Regions from separate parts of the Zea mays genome. Here region 1 is linked to region 2. A link is a contact called in public Hi-C data. All regions are on one chromosome and are shown on one strand. The core of a region is the stretch at or near the end of the contact, and the rest is flanking DNA. Distances in the headings are between cores, read along the strand shown. Region 1 holds the start of LOC100192876. Region 2 holds the start of LOC103636843 (cytochrome P450 71A1).

Region 1 (7,403 bases), core at 3,951-6,450, 140 kb before region 2:
ATTATCAAAATTGACCTAGAACTTCTAAAATCCGTATTTTGATCATTTTAACTTTGATTTGACCCATTCAAATTGCATTAGCTTCGCAATAAAATTATCTACAAATTAGTAACCCTAATTTATCATGTAACCTGGTTTTTGAATAATTAATGTGTTTACCCTATGTTCATCGAATTAACTTTTCTAATTAAAAATAAGATAAGGTTTTCAGTCCCTAGTTATGATTTGACTAAAATATGCTTTAATCAAGTTATAAGTTGGATTAAAATTAAACTAATGATTTCTTAGGAATATTTTCTCACCTGATTTATATTAATCAACATATAATATAATTCTATTAATTAATTAATTAAGACTTCGGAAAACCATAACTTTATATCCATAGCTCCGAATTTAGCGGTTCTCGAACCCACGACCTTGTAGCGTCGTGTAGATTATTATTACATAGTTTGTTATTATATTTGGTGTGATGTTAATTTTGCCTATACCCTATTTATTTGTATTGCTACGACTAGTGCGAGGTTACGAGTCACTTGAAGAGGAAGTTGATACCTGGAATCTCAAGTCCCTAGCAAGTTGTGCCCTTGATCACTTTTATTTACCCAATAATGTTCTCTATAATCACTTTGGCATGCATAGGATTAATTATGATGGGACCCAATAGGTCACCCTAGTTTGGTTATCTTTATACCTTGTTTACCCCTAAACTATTTGGGTAGTTTTTGCTATTGCTCTTTATGGTTTTGGGATTAATATTACATTATGATCATGTTTCAATTATACTGTTGTTTTATTTATTGTCCATGACAAGATCATTATATTAATTGGAACATGGAGCTTAACTTGAGAAACACGTGCCACCATAAGGGTGGAATGGGACGCCCTTGGCTGACTAATTAAAAAAGCTAGTGGAAGACTACCTTACCCGAAAGGGGCAAGGGTAGTAGGGGAGTAGGCGTGTAGGGAGGTTCTCGGGTTGATTTGGCTGCGATGGCGGTCAGACGAGGGATTCCTACATTACTCTTCCTAGAACTGTAGCGGGTTTTCGGAAGCTAGTGGAACTTTGTAAAGGCCTAATAGTGGATCCCTAGCCATTCACCTCGGAAGTGTCTAAGGGCCTTGCAAACCCTGGCGAGATGGGATACACGACTTGTGGGTACAAGGTACAACCTCTCCAGAGTGTAAAACTGGTATACTAGCCGTGCTCGCGGTCATGAGCAGCTTAGGACTCACTCATGATTAATTTATGGAACTAAATTAAATTTGTCATATACATTGCATCGCGGGTGTTGTTATAATTTTGATCTATTATTACTCTGGTTTGGTATCTACTTGTACTTAGTAATTGCTAATAAAATTTTGACCAACTTTAAAAGCAATGCTCAGCTTCAACCATCCTCTTTGGTAAGCCTTACACTTCACATGAACTCCCACCTTTGGTGAATTCGTGCACATTATTCCCCACAACTTGTTGAGCGATGAACATATGTGAGCTCACCCTTGTTGTCCACCCCCCACACAGGTCAAGAACAGGTACCACAGGATGAGGCGCATGAAGGATGCTATGATGTGTTCGTGAGAGGTCTAGGACGTCGTTTCCCAGTCAACTTTGGGTTGCTGGATCGTTGTCTTCATATGATGTATTTATTTATTTATTTTGTATATAACTCCTATTATATAGTAAAGATGTGACATTCGTTTCTGTACCATGAGTCATCATATGTGTAAGACTTGCTCCTATCACACTTGGTGATTATGTTCGCACCTGGGTCTTGGTGCCCCCGAAATCCGGGTGTGACAGTATAGAATAGAAACAGACTTACCATCTTCTCTTCCAACCGAAATGGAAGCAAACCACTCGAAAAATCAAACTAAGCTAGTATTTATGTTTTTTATTATATTATATTACACCAAAAAATCATTACCATTTGGCTGGTGGGACAATAAACGAACCGAAACTGGTCTGGGTTAGAAGCGAAGCGATGGGAAACGGGGGATTGAACACGTTACCTGGTTGTGGATGATGGCGTTGGTACCCTCTACGCTACGGTGCACATGATGCTGAGGAGGAATCAGTGTTAAGCAAACCGATGGTGGCGGTGCCCTGGTCCGCTAGATCGGAGAGGGTTGCCGCGGCAAGGTCGTCGACGAGGCGGTCCATGGGCGGGCGCGACGTGAGAGCTTCCCCTGGCATAGGGTTCAGTGTGCAGTGGATCTAAGCCTCTTCTCTAGTTGGTAGTACAGTCTGCTTTTGCTGATGGAATTGCGAGGAAGGAACCGACACCAACGGTGGACTCGATGCGACCTGCGGGGGATCGGTGCTGCCACGTGAGGACGAAATCAATTTGATGGAATCCGGAGTAGCAATGGTGGAATTGGTCAGCCATCGTGGAGGATGGAGGAACCTTGGTGGTGAAAGGGACGGGGAGGGGAGGAGCGGTGTGGGTTGGTAGGCGCAGCCACGGCGATCTGTGGGCGAGGGGGAGACTGCGGTTGTCTTAGCGGAGGGGGGCACGCGGTGGCTGAGCAGCTATGCACGCGTCGCGTCGACCTGCTCCTCCCCTCTGCCTTCCAGCCGCTGGAGCCCCACTTCCACTTGCCCTCGTCGCCGGTGGAGGACCCCACGACCGCCAGGGGAAAGCAAATCTGCATGCTCGAGCAGCCCTTCAAGTACCGCAACTTCCTTGCCGTCTTCCATGCCATAATGTGCCGCTAGGACGAGCAGCGCAATGCAGCGACAAGGACGCGTCGCCGTCTTTGCGCCCCGACTCTGGCTCCGGTGATGAAGAAAATGACGGGGACTTACCCGTGGCGCAAAAACAGGATTCATGGGGAAGGCGGGGTGGCGAGCGCGGCAGGAGTGGGGGAACGCGGGGGTGTGGGGAGGAAGAGGGTGAGGTGAGGGTCGGGGTGCCATGGACAGGGGCACAACGGGCAACATTGCGATGGAGGGAAATGTGTGGGGGCACGAAATCGCCTGGGCGACGCCGACGACCAGGGCATGCGGGGCGAGGATGGAGACGTGACAGCCATGGAATCGCGGGCGTCGCGAGAGGGTGCGACGGCTGGATTTTGCGGGGTGATGAAGTCAGAGGCGGGGGAATAAATCGCGCGTACGGATTACGCGGACGCACCGTCGGGTGGGTGCCTTTCATGGCGAGAGTGGGTGAGGAGATTTCGGATCGGGAATGGGGTAGGAAATCACGGTGTTGCGTGCACGAGGGGAGCCGGCCGGGGCGAAGGACGGGGACATGCTTCACCAGGGAGATGTGGCGCCCACGTTCTATTATATAGGGTAGTAGAGATTATTTTGATATTTTGTCTTTTTTTACAAGCGTACACACACAAAAAGGGAAAAAGGGAGAAGGACGAAGAAGAGCAAAAATGTCTAAAATAACATTAAAATCAAGCACATTGTTTGCAGTAAAAAACCAAATATCTCCAATATCTTCTCCTAGTTCTTGAAGGGGATCCACGGCTTGGCTACAAGCGGAAGACCGGAGTTGATATGCACGGCTAATCCGTTCATCTCGGTCATGTCCAGCGACAGCGTCCCTTTCCCGTTCTGGCCCCGGCTCGCCGCCTCCCAGTCAAAATGATACAGCAGGCTCGCCAGGGCCATCTCGGCGCTTCCCTCCGCAAACGCGATTCCGGGGCACATCCTCCTGCCGGCGCCGAACGGCAGGAGCTCGAAGTGCTGCCCCTTGAAGCCGACGTCAGCTGCGGCGGCGCCGCCCAAGAACCTCTCTGGCACGAATTCCTCGGCGCGCTCCCACGTCGCGGGGTCCCGGCCAATAGCCCAGGCGTTGACCAGCACGCGCGTGCGCGCCGGGACGTGGTACCCCAGGATCTCGGTGTCCGCCGCCGGCTCCCGGGGCACCAGCAGTGGCAACGGCGCGTGCAACCGGAGCGTCTCCTTCAGCACGGCCTTGAGGTAGTCCAGCTGCGCGACGTGGTCCTCGTTCACGCCGGTTGAGCCGGCCGCCGCCGCGCGGACCTCGTCCTGGGCTCTCCGCATGGCACGCGGGTGGGTGACGAGCTCCGCCATGGCCCATTCCATCGCCGTGGCTATCGTGTCCGTGCCTGCCGCGAACATGTCCTGCCGAGTAATTTAAATGGGCAACCACGAATGAACCATATCATATCAAATATAACAAATACGAAATGAATTCATGGATCGGTATGTCATATAAATTTATTACCAAGATGATGGCCTTGATTTCGTTGGTCTCTAGTTGGATGCCGTGCTCTTGGTCCTTGTTGTGGACGTCCAGCAACACGTCCACGAAGTCCCGGTCACCGCCCTCCTCCCCGCTGCGAGGCCGCCGCCGGTGGTCATCGATCACCTTCTCGAGCAACCCGTCGAGCGCCTCGAACGTCCGCCTGATCTTCCCCTCCAGCCCCGTGACGGCGTCCACCCAGCCCAGCCACGGCAGCAGCTCCCCGACGGGCGTCGTCCCCACGAGCTTCTGGAAGTCGGTGAGCACTTTCCTCTGCCGACGGCCGGAGTCGAATTCGCCCAACAGCCCGCGCGCGCTCTCGTCGCCGAACGCGGCGCGCGACACGACGGCGTTGGCGTACTCGGTGAGGAGATCGCTGAGGCCGACGGCCGCGCCACCGGCGCTGTCCCGGGCGACGCGTGCGACCAGCGCGGCGGCCTCCTGCTCTCGGACACGGCGGAAGGACCCGACGTGACGCGCGCTGAGGAGGTGGACGACGCAGACGCGGCGCGCCTGGCGCCAGTACTCGCCGTAGGGCGCGAACGCGACGTCGCGGCCGTAGAGGAGGCGCACGGCCATGGCGCTCGCGGGCCGGTTCGCGAACGCCAGGTCCCGCGCCCGCATCACCTCCTCGGCGGCGGCAGCGGAGGACACGACCACGGTGGGCACGCGGCCCAGGCGGAGCAGCAGCACGGGGCCGTGCGCGCGCGCCAGAGACGCCAGCGCGCGGTGCGGCAGCGAGCCCAGCAGGTGCAGGTGGCCCAGCAGCGGGAGGCCCCGCGGCGACGGCGGCAGCGGCAGCCTCAAGCGGTGGCGCGGCGTGGGAGAAGCAGCACGAGCGGGCCTCTTGTTGCCGGCGACGAGGAAGAGGAGGAGGAGGAGGACCGTGAGCGGCGCGGCGACGAGGACCGTGAGCAGGAGAGCGACGGGTTCGAGTGCCATGTTTGAGCTCTCTCCCTGATTGGAAAAGGCTAACGTTTGGAAAGTGAAGGCGGCGGAGACGTTTCGTTATATGCTTTGTTGCCGTCGCCGGCCGAGCAAGCAGCGCCGCCAATGCAAGGACGTTGCAACGTGGGCATGCGCCGTACACGTGTTACACTCTTTCTGCATTGACGTACGTGAAGGCGCAGTGCAGAGAACGTAGCACGCGCTGTCCCAGCTAGGTACCTTGTACAAACAAGCGACGTCAAATAAAATTGTCTTAAGTCAAATGGCTTCGAATCTGACTGGATTTCCTAATGAGAAAAAAAATAAGATCAGAAGTACCTTTTGTTTTTGTTTTTCTAAAGCAAATATGAAACATCTCTATATTTCACTACTTTAAATTCAGAAGCCAGGAGTCAAAAGCATGGTTCAAGGTTCTTTCAAAACTTCAAATCTGTACTATTCTAAAAGCAGCTACTTCTAAAAAAACAGCTTAGATTCCTATATTTTTGTTGGCTTTTGGTTTTTTTAGAGACAAAAATAAATACGAACAAAAGGTTAATATGAACATTTATAGTTTGAGCTTGCGATGAGTGAAAATCAATAGAGTAACATCTTGGATTGAGTTTGATGGACTAACGGAGACATGACTTTATACAACTTATCTTTTGAGTTGTGGCATGCAAGTGTGGAGTTCGAAGATTGTGTTCTATGGTAAGTAGTTTAGTTAGTGGTATATTGGGAATGTGAAATAGTCTTTATAAATGAGAGGGGTGCTGGCTCAATCAGCCATGTCTGTACTGGTTTAGATTTTTTTTGAAAGGACCGTGAGCAGACGGCGATGGGTTGGAGAGGCATGTTTGAGCTGCCTCCCTGATTGAGCGCATGCATGGCTACGTAAAAACAAAGAAAAGAAAATGTCACTTTCTCCTCTCTTTTTTGGGGTACAACAACAACTGCTTCAGAGTCCACGCGTACTACACGCTCGTTGCCAATGCAAACTTGCCCTCTGATGAAGTCTTGAACCGGCCGGCCGTCTTTGCATCGTGTTTTAATAGGTGCACTAGGTGGGTGTCGCAATGAAAACATAGAATATTACAATAACTTATATATAAATATGTGTTACAATATAATAAAAAATAATTTTATAATCCATTTCTAGGTGAGTTGCTGATACGTTGCTACAATTTCTATATATCACAGTTATATAGCAGTTATGTTGCTACGATTTCTATATATCACAGTACAATGCTCGTACGTTGCGACGACATGTAATTTCGTCTTCTTTGAGTGTTGCACGAGCACGACATGTCACGAGAGCTCAAACCAATAAAACTGAATGAAATTAGACCACATGTCAATCAGTGATTGACAAGACAACATATAACTCTTACCTTCAAATAAGTTCCTTATTGCAGCAATTATCAAACCAATTTCAAATAAATATTAAGATGAATTAGAACTGTTTGAACCAACTTGAGAGCAAAATATAAGCTTGTTTGATGCATATCATAGCCATAAATTTACATGGGAGATGTGATTTGTGACATAACCAGAAAATAGGCATACCAAGCATGTGTCCAAGCAACAACAGGGCAACAGAACATGCATTATTGCATTCAAACATGGCATGAGTTGGTAAGGTTTGTTAAACTGAATGCTAAACTTTCCTCCAAGAGTACTCTTGTGTTTTCCTTTGGTGATTACAGAGCTAGCATTTACAGGAAAACATGTAAGCGCCTAGCTACAATAGCAGATGTCGTCCACAGCACCAAGTTCGTCCATTAAAAAGGGACATCAACTTTGGTGGCTACCCTAATAAAATGGTGCCCCTTCCTAGAACACCAACTATAGGCCATGACAAGGGTTGCGGAGCAGAGACCGCTGTGTCACATGCCATCATGTCATGCAGAGATGAAAGCTGCAATTGGAATTTTATAGTTAGCACACATATTGCCATTACATTACTTTTCCACATAACTAAATTTTCGTGGAGCATATAAAGGAGAATTTAGTGTCATACCAAGTCATCTCTCCTTCTGCAGAAGCAAATCAAAAGCCTGAACAAGGGAGCTCTCCAACCTAACTTTTGCAATATCCTGAAAAATTGACTTGGCCTTCTCAGAACTTATAATAAGATCTTGTGGATGCTTAGTAGGCAAACCGACCAGCATTTGAACCTTAGCAAGCTGGTCAGCCTTAGCCTTTGTTAATTTCCCATCAACAAGAATGACTTCAGCATATTGCACAAAAGCTTTG
Region 2 (7,517 bases), core at 3,460-5,959:
AAATATAAGTGCATAACCCCTATATATGCCCTTGCAAACATTATCAAACACATAATAGAGTATCAAAAACTCACTAGACGGTCGGTGGCCGTCTGAGTGCATAACACATCAGGATTCTGAGGATCAGAACCCCTATGCCCTTGCATATACACCTCCACATCCGTGGGCGTACGACCGGATTTGACTTCCTGTACATAAAAGTTACAATGACACATTTCTATGTAATTCAAAAGTTACAACAAACTGTGACTTACCATTCGCTTAGCCAAGCGCACATGACCATCACCACCGTAGTTGTGGAACGACTCGGTCCCACGGTTTCCCCTGTTCCTTTCGGAAATGGCACGAAACTCAGGGGAAGCCCACCATCTGCACAATGCCCGATAACCGTCTGATCGGGTGGCCATCCACGGCACCGACACCTACATGAAATTTTTTAAATAAAGCAAGCAAATACATGGCTTTGTGCGATATGAGAGGCAACAACCTGTTTACCTCTAGGTATTGCTCCTCCGTCAAGTAAATTGATGACCACTCGGCCTTTGTATTTGGCATCGGTCGATCATCAGCATTTGCTCTGTACCATGCCTTTATAGCCTGAATTCGTGCATAGTACATTGCATCTGCAACGACATCGTTCGCGTTAAACTCAAACACGTAACGAGCGTTCATATCATATGATCCATCGTCCGGCAACTTGTACCGTTTCTGCAAAAACCATAGTGTTATCATAAAAGCAAACATATATGGAATAACTAAAATAGTATAAACAAGTCATACCCAGAATGCATCCCAAACTAGTGCCTGTGTGTTGCCAAACGTTCTACAGACACCATAGCGATAATGCTCCCAAGTGGTGGCGGGGACAGACTCGCCAGTAGGCAAAGTCACAAGACCAGGCCAGTGCAGACGAACAAGATTACCAAGAACCATGTTCACCTGCCTGTAGTGTCCTGTGCCTGTGAACGAGTCGTCGATCCAAGTCCTGCAAACAGAAATCAATGTAGGAATTAAAACATAACTTTCAATAACATTTAAGCAAAGATATGTCACTCACTTTCCACTAGGCTTTATCACAACCCGAGATTCGGGTGGAAGCTCTGGAGGTGGTCCAACAAAATGCAGCTTCCTCGTTCTCTTAACTCGAGAAGTTCCAGACCCAGCTGCAGAATCTCCACCAGCCCCAGAATCCCCAGCCCCAGAATCCCCACCAGCGTCGTCTCCAGCATCATCTCCCACATTATCTCCACCATCATCTTCAACATCATCTCTTGCATTCCGCACTTCATCAGCAAAGCGGACATTCCGCACTTCATCAGCAAAGCTGGAATCAAAAGCATCTAGTGCCTTCCATGCATCTGTATCAGCTGGGTGCACCATGACATTTGGATTCTCACGTACCCCTTCTTTGTGCCACCTCATGTGTCTGGCTGTATTCTTGGAGATGAACAAACGTTTCAACCGAGGTATGAGAGGCATGTAACGAAGCTGCTTACGTGCAATCTTCGTAGTCACGGTCAAACCATCGTCGTTTTCAACCTCAACGAATCTACGCTCACCACATACAATACACTTCTTCTCACCTGCGGTCTCCTTCCAGAAAAGCATACAATTATTTTCACAGACATCGATTTTTTCGTAGTCCATACCGAGGCCAGATAACAGCTTTTTAGACTGATACATGTCCTTCGGCATCTTGTGATTCTCTGGAAGTACATCACTGATCAAGTTCAAAAGTTCCTTGTAACAGTTGTTTGAGAATGCAAACTTAGACTTAATAGCCATAAGTCGAGTCACAAATACAAGGACGGTCACTTTTGTGTGCTCATGCAACGGCTCTTCGGCAGCTTTAAGGAGCTCGAAGAACTTCTGAACCTCAGGTGTAGCTGGATCCTCAAACTCGGTGGGTTGACCGGGGTTCTCCGAATCGACGGTTAGAAACTCATGGCGTACATCGTCAAGCATCTCTTCCATCATATCGTAGTCCTCCTCTTCATGTGACTGAACTTCCGATACAATACGAGGAGGTGGGTCCTCACCGTGGTGCACCCACACCTCATAGCCTGGCATATAACCGTTCTTGCAAATATGTATCGACATAGTCCTCCTGTCAAGGAAATTAATGTTCCGACACTTGCTACAAGGGCACCTAACATCGGTTCCAGTCTCTGACCGAGCAAAAGCATGGTCGAGAAAAGCATCAGTCTTGGCCACCCACTCACTTGATAGAGCACCTCTTTTCTTCCAACCTTCATACATCCATCGACGATTCTCCTCCATACTAGCTACGAGACGTTAACTTAATTAGATAAGTAATGCACGGGCCATCCGTTTTTACGAAGAAATCACGCCCCTACATCTGTAGGAAAGGATAGGTCCTAAACCCACCCAGGAGTGACCGACGAGGCCGTGTTTATGACAAGACATGTGGTCGTGCGAAATTTCGGCAGCATAACCCCGCTGTTCTCCAATCGCACGCCTAAAAATGGTGCAATTGGAGAACACAGGGGTTATGCTGCCGAAACTAAGCAGGAGCACATGCCTTTGTCATAAACACGGACTCTGTCGGTCACCCCGAGGCTGTCCAATAAAGGGACAATTCCGGCCCAACATACCTCACATGCGTCACATGTAAGGTGTGTTGGGCCGAAACGGGTGACGTCTAGGTTTCGTTAACTTAATTAGTTATGATTACTAATTAATCACACTAATACAATAGCCACTAATTAACCAAACTAATACAATAGCATTACAAAAAAACATTTCACGGGACCCTAAATCAAATAAAACAACCTTATTTCCGAGGGCTTAATAATTACCCTCGGAAATTAAGAGTTTAAATTATATAGACACCACTACATAACATTATTACGGGTGACAAATCATATAAACTGACCTTAATTCCGAGGGCATAATAATTACCGTCGGAAATTAAAAATTACAACTATCTAAACACCACTAATTAAATTTAGGACCTCGGATATAATAAAATAAACTACAAAACAATATTAATATAATATTAATAATAGATTAATACTAAATACCTTACGGCGGGCGGGCGGGGCGGGCGTCGACGGCGGGCTCGGCGTGGCGGTCGACGGCGGGCGGCCGCGGCGGGGCGGCGGATGGCGGGGCGGCGGGTGTCGGGGCGGCGGGCCTCGACGGCCGCGGCGGGGCGGCGGATGGCGGGGCGGCGTGTGTCGGGGCGGCGGGCCTCGACGGCGGCGGCGGCGAGCGTCTCCGGCGGCGGCGGCGAGCGTCTCCGGCGGCGGCGGCGAGCGTCTCCGGCGGCGGCGGCGAGCGGGCAGAGAGAGAAAGCGAGGAGCGCGCGCGCGTGAAAATGAACCGCGCCGGACCGGTACCGCGTGTTAAAAAAACTTATGTCCGACGGCCTCGTAACTAGCCGTCGGACATAAGGTTATCTCCGACGGCTTTGTCAGTAGCCGTCGGACATAACGTCTTATTTCCGAGAGCCCCTGTTGGCCGTCGGACATAAGGTAATATCCGACGGCCTCGTAGGAAGCCGTCGGCGATAGAGGGACCGTCGGAACTTTCTTCGTTTACTGTAGTGTCGTCAAACTTGACTCCACCACCGGCGTCCGCCTCGTCCTCGTTCACGTCCAACAGCACGTCGACAAAATCCCGATGGTCGTCGCCGTCACACTGGCCGCCACGGCGCCTCTGACGACGGTGGTCCGTGATGACCCGCTCCAGGAAGGCGTCCAACTCCGCGGACGTGCGCGTGGCCTTGGCGTCCAGGCCCATGAGCGCGTCGACCCACGCCAGCCAGGGCACGAACTCCCCCACGGTGACGGTCCCCAGGAGCTCCTCGAAGTCGGCGAACAGCTTCGCGAGCTTCTCGCCGCCGTCGGGCCCGTCGTAGTACCTCCCTCCTTTGTCGCCGTACGTGGCGCGGGAGATGATGCCGTTGGTGTAGGAGATGATGTGGGCGGTGAGGTTGACGACGGCGCCGTCGCGTCCACCGGCGGCGGCGCGGACGCGGGCGAGCATCGCGGCGACCTCCTGCTCCCGGGCGTGGCGGAAGGAGCTGACGCGGCGCTGGCTGAGAAGGTGGAGCACGCAGACGCGTCGGCTCTGACGCCAGTGCTCGCCGTAGGGGACGAAGGCCACGTCGCGGCCGTACACGAGGCGCTCGGCCATGCGCATCCTGGGGCGGCTCGCGAACGCCAGGTCGCGGGTCTTCATCACCTCCTGCGCCGCGGCCGCCGACGAGGCCACCACCGTCGGCACGCGGCCGAAGCGGAGGAGCATCACGGGGCCGTGCGCCTGCGCCATCGCCCACAGCTTCCGGTGCGGCAGGGGGCCCAGAAGAGGCAGGTGTCCCAGGATAGGAAGGCCCCGAGGCGACGGCGGAAGCGGCCGGCCATCGCCGACGCCGCTGGGCGGAGAAGGCTGTTTCTTCCTCCAAGTGGAGAGGAAGAAGAGCAGGGAAAGGAGGGTAACGAGCAGCAGTGCAAGGAACGGTGACACGTCCATGGTTTTCACCGACACTGCACGTATAGGTGGATGGTCCAATAATGAGACGGAAGGAAGATAATAATAGGCACGCAGTGATCTCACGATAAGCATAGGTTGCCCCCCTACTACTCCTGTTTGATGGCGACGGGGGCAGAGGTGGAGAGCAGACGATCCCGCTGGATAACTATTTCTAGACGACAGAGATTGAAAAAAACGAACACGATCCTAACCGTTTCAGAGAAGAGGGAATTGAAAAAAAAAATCCAAGAATACAGATATTTTCGAAGGAAGTCCAAGCAAGCTAGAGGCTACAAAGCAGCACCATGACCCCATGCCAATATGCCATGTACGGTCAAGACGGGTAATGTGGAGAAACCAGACTAAAAGAACAATACCAAACCAACCAACAATTGAACACTATGAAAATGGGCACTACGTTCTGTTCATGTACAAATACAGTACATATATGCAATCCATCAACAATCAAAAGCGTTACAACACTAGCATCTAGCGCAGATACGATACAACACCGAAACGGCAGTTACAAATGAGTTCTCTGCATCTACACGGGAGTCGACAATAAGCACCCGCATGCAGACTTCCAAACTATCCAGTGTCCACAAATAGCAGTTTTGCAAACTAAATACATATATGAAATGATGACACAGGCCACCCAAACAACAAGCCCTAGAGAATCAGACCAACCAACCGAGCAATTCGCAGTGCTCCATATCTTCTAGCATTCACAACCTGACGAACGCTGTTGCCTTCCAGCGCCCCCAACATCAATCGTATCAGGAAGATACCTGCAAAAGTTGGTAAAACATAGATCAAGTTACACCACAAGGCTGCCTGCATGTATGATACATATATGTGAGCTATATACTATTCAAACTTACATATCTTCTTCTGGCTCATTTTTTACAGCATTCCTCGCTATACACTCAAATGCAGCCTCTACATTGAAGCCCTCTTTAGCCGACGTCTCAAAGTAGGGGATGTTTCCCTTTGAAGCACACCATGCTTTAGCCTTCTTCTCAGAAACCTGAAAAGTGAAGAACAAAGAAATTTCACAAAAGTAGAGAATAAATCCAGTGGATAACAACTCGTGACGAGAAATACTCACAGTCCGGCTGTTACCACCATCAACATCGATCTTGTTACCAAGCACAACAAATGGGAAATTCTCTGGGTCTGATGGGCTGGCCTGCATAATGAACAGTGAGTCCTTTTTTTTCAAACACAATGGACATACAGATATAGATCGCGAATAAGCAGGTTAATTACTTGAATTAGGAATTCCTCACGCCAGTTGTTGAGCTTTTCAAATGACTTGGATACGTTGACATCATATACAAGAACACAGCAGTCAGCTCCCCTATAAAATGCCACACCAAGACTTTGAAACCGCTCCTGTCCTGCCGTATCCCATATCTAAGCTTCAGTAAAACAATGAAGTTGTAAGCTAAAATGATAATGGCTCCAAAAAATAGCAGGAGGTTGCAAATTCCATCACCTAATAAACAGATTACAAATATTAAGTCTGACTCAAAAGAAAAAGGAAAAGGTAGCATCAGTTTCATATCATAAACAGTAATTGCATAAGAAAACATTGCTACCTATGACTTAATTAGCATCCTTGACATAATAGCTATCAAGTCAATCGTTATTAACACAAGCAGGTATGTGCTCAGTTGAACCAAAACTCCTATTTATTCATATACACCACATGGGAAAAAACTATGCCTTTTTTAATGGTACAGATAATCAAGCGAAAAGATTAATGAAACATATCCCGATTTGAATAAAGGCATTGATAGTTGATAAATACCAAAGCAAAATTATGGACATAACGGCCCCTGTCCTTTTTAAAAGAACATGGTAAAGATATAGCAGCTCTCCACAGCATCATCATTATGAGCCAGACAAATCATCAGGAAATCCATGAAATTTGGGTACTGCCAAAATGGAAGTGATGAAAGGAAAACAGGTTTTTAAGGAATTGGGCGGCGTAATGATTTTAAGTACTCCCTCTATCGACAAAAGAATACAATTCTCGCTTTTCGAGGAGTCAAACAGTAGGAATTTTGAAAAAAAAAGGTAAAAACATTCATAAAACAAAATAAGTACCATTACAATAGTTATAGAATATATTTTTGTGATAATTTTTTTAGAGATATAAACACTAATATTATTTACTACAAACTTAGTCAAACTAACTCGAGATAGATTGGATACCGTAGTTGCATCTTTTTTGTGGACGGAGGGAATAGCAAACAAACTCAATAGATAGAGTGACAGATACAAACTTGTGAAAAGGAGCATCATAATTTTTTTTTACAGGGGCAATGCCCAAAAGGCACCAAGGCAGAAAGCTGCATAAAATTAATGAGTAAAACTTCATCTCTCAAAAGTCAGACGACGTCTTGGAAGGGAACTACTGCGCACATCCCTGAAATATCCTTCTTAGCTGATTGATGACTGATGTCCCAAACAGAAGCGTCACTGCGAATCAAATTACACATGTAATGGTGTAACTCAACCAAAACGCATATACGTCCAGTAATGGTTTCACTTTCGCTTTTGTTTTTAGTTAGCATCGTATGGTTCAGCGAAAAGCTAACCAGTGGAGAAATGTCTTTCGAAGCAGGCAGCTTAAACTGGAGCTAAATGGACGTAACTTCTGATGCGTACGTCCACACCACCGTAGTGGATGTAGCTAGCTTACCAGAGGAGTTACAGTGTGAACTGAACCCAGCGTGGCACGGTGTGGACTGGAACCACTCGGCATCTCCAATAAGCAACCCACACGATAGAAGGCGATGGTTGTCGATTCAGGCTCTGAGCCCAGCTAGTCGGATGGGGAACAAGCGTTATCTAGAGAGCACAAGATGACCGGACTGAAAGACTGAAACTGAACCGACCCTTCGTATCGGGCACTGCAACGATCACATTGGAGGCGCACAGGAGCACACAATCTAATCCGGGCTCGAAGCACTGTAGGTACCCCCAGCCAATTGAATAGAAACAAACCTAAA

The links. Hi-C and Micro-C count contacts between places; a contact is called where the count stands out from the background.
Region 1: a Hi-C map of leaf shows a contact between it and region 2, with 4 times the contacts expected there. The contact joins the promoter of LOC100192876 here to the promoter of LOC103636843 in region 2. A contact is called at or near these places in 7 of 25 Hi-C or Micro-C datasets (bundle sheath, ear, endosperm and 1 more).

Annotation. Positions count from the first base shown.
Region 1 is chr8:28,559,254-28,566,656 of Zm-B73-REFERENCE-NAM-5.0, reverse strand. LOC100192876 reads right to left here and starts at 5,200. Exons shown (of 2, transcript NM_001138064.2): 1 at 4,203-5,200; 2 at 3,378-4,099. The coding sequence starts at 5,162. The coding sequence ends at 3,455. It overlaps LOC103635005 (a long non-coding RNA gene), which reads right to left and starts at 3,101. Exons shown (of 2, transcript XR_557065.3): 1 at 2,406-3,101; 2 at 1,859-2,305.
Region 2 is chr8:28,416,336-28,423,852 of Zm-B73-REFERENCE-NAM-5.0, reverse strand. LOC103636843 (cytochrome P450 71A1) reads right to left here and starts at 4,709. Exons shown (of 3, transcript XM_020542861.3): 1 at 3,565-4,709. The coding sequence starts at 4,590. LOC100283666 reads right to left here. Exons shown (of 7, transcript NM_001156567.3): 4 at 5,767-5,913; 5 at 5,606-5,686; 6 at 5,379-5,524; 7 at 4,863-5,285. The coding sequence ends at 5,216. It overlaps LOC111589949 (a long non-coding RNA gene), which reads right to left and starts at 113. Exons shown (of 3, transcript XR_002749046.2): 1 at 75-113.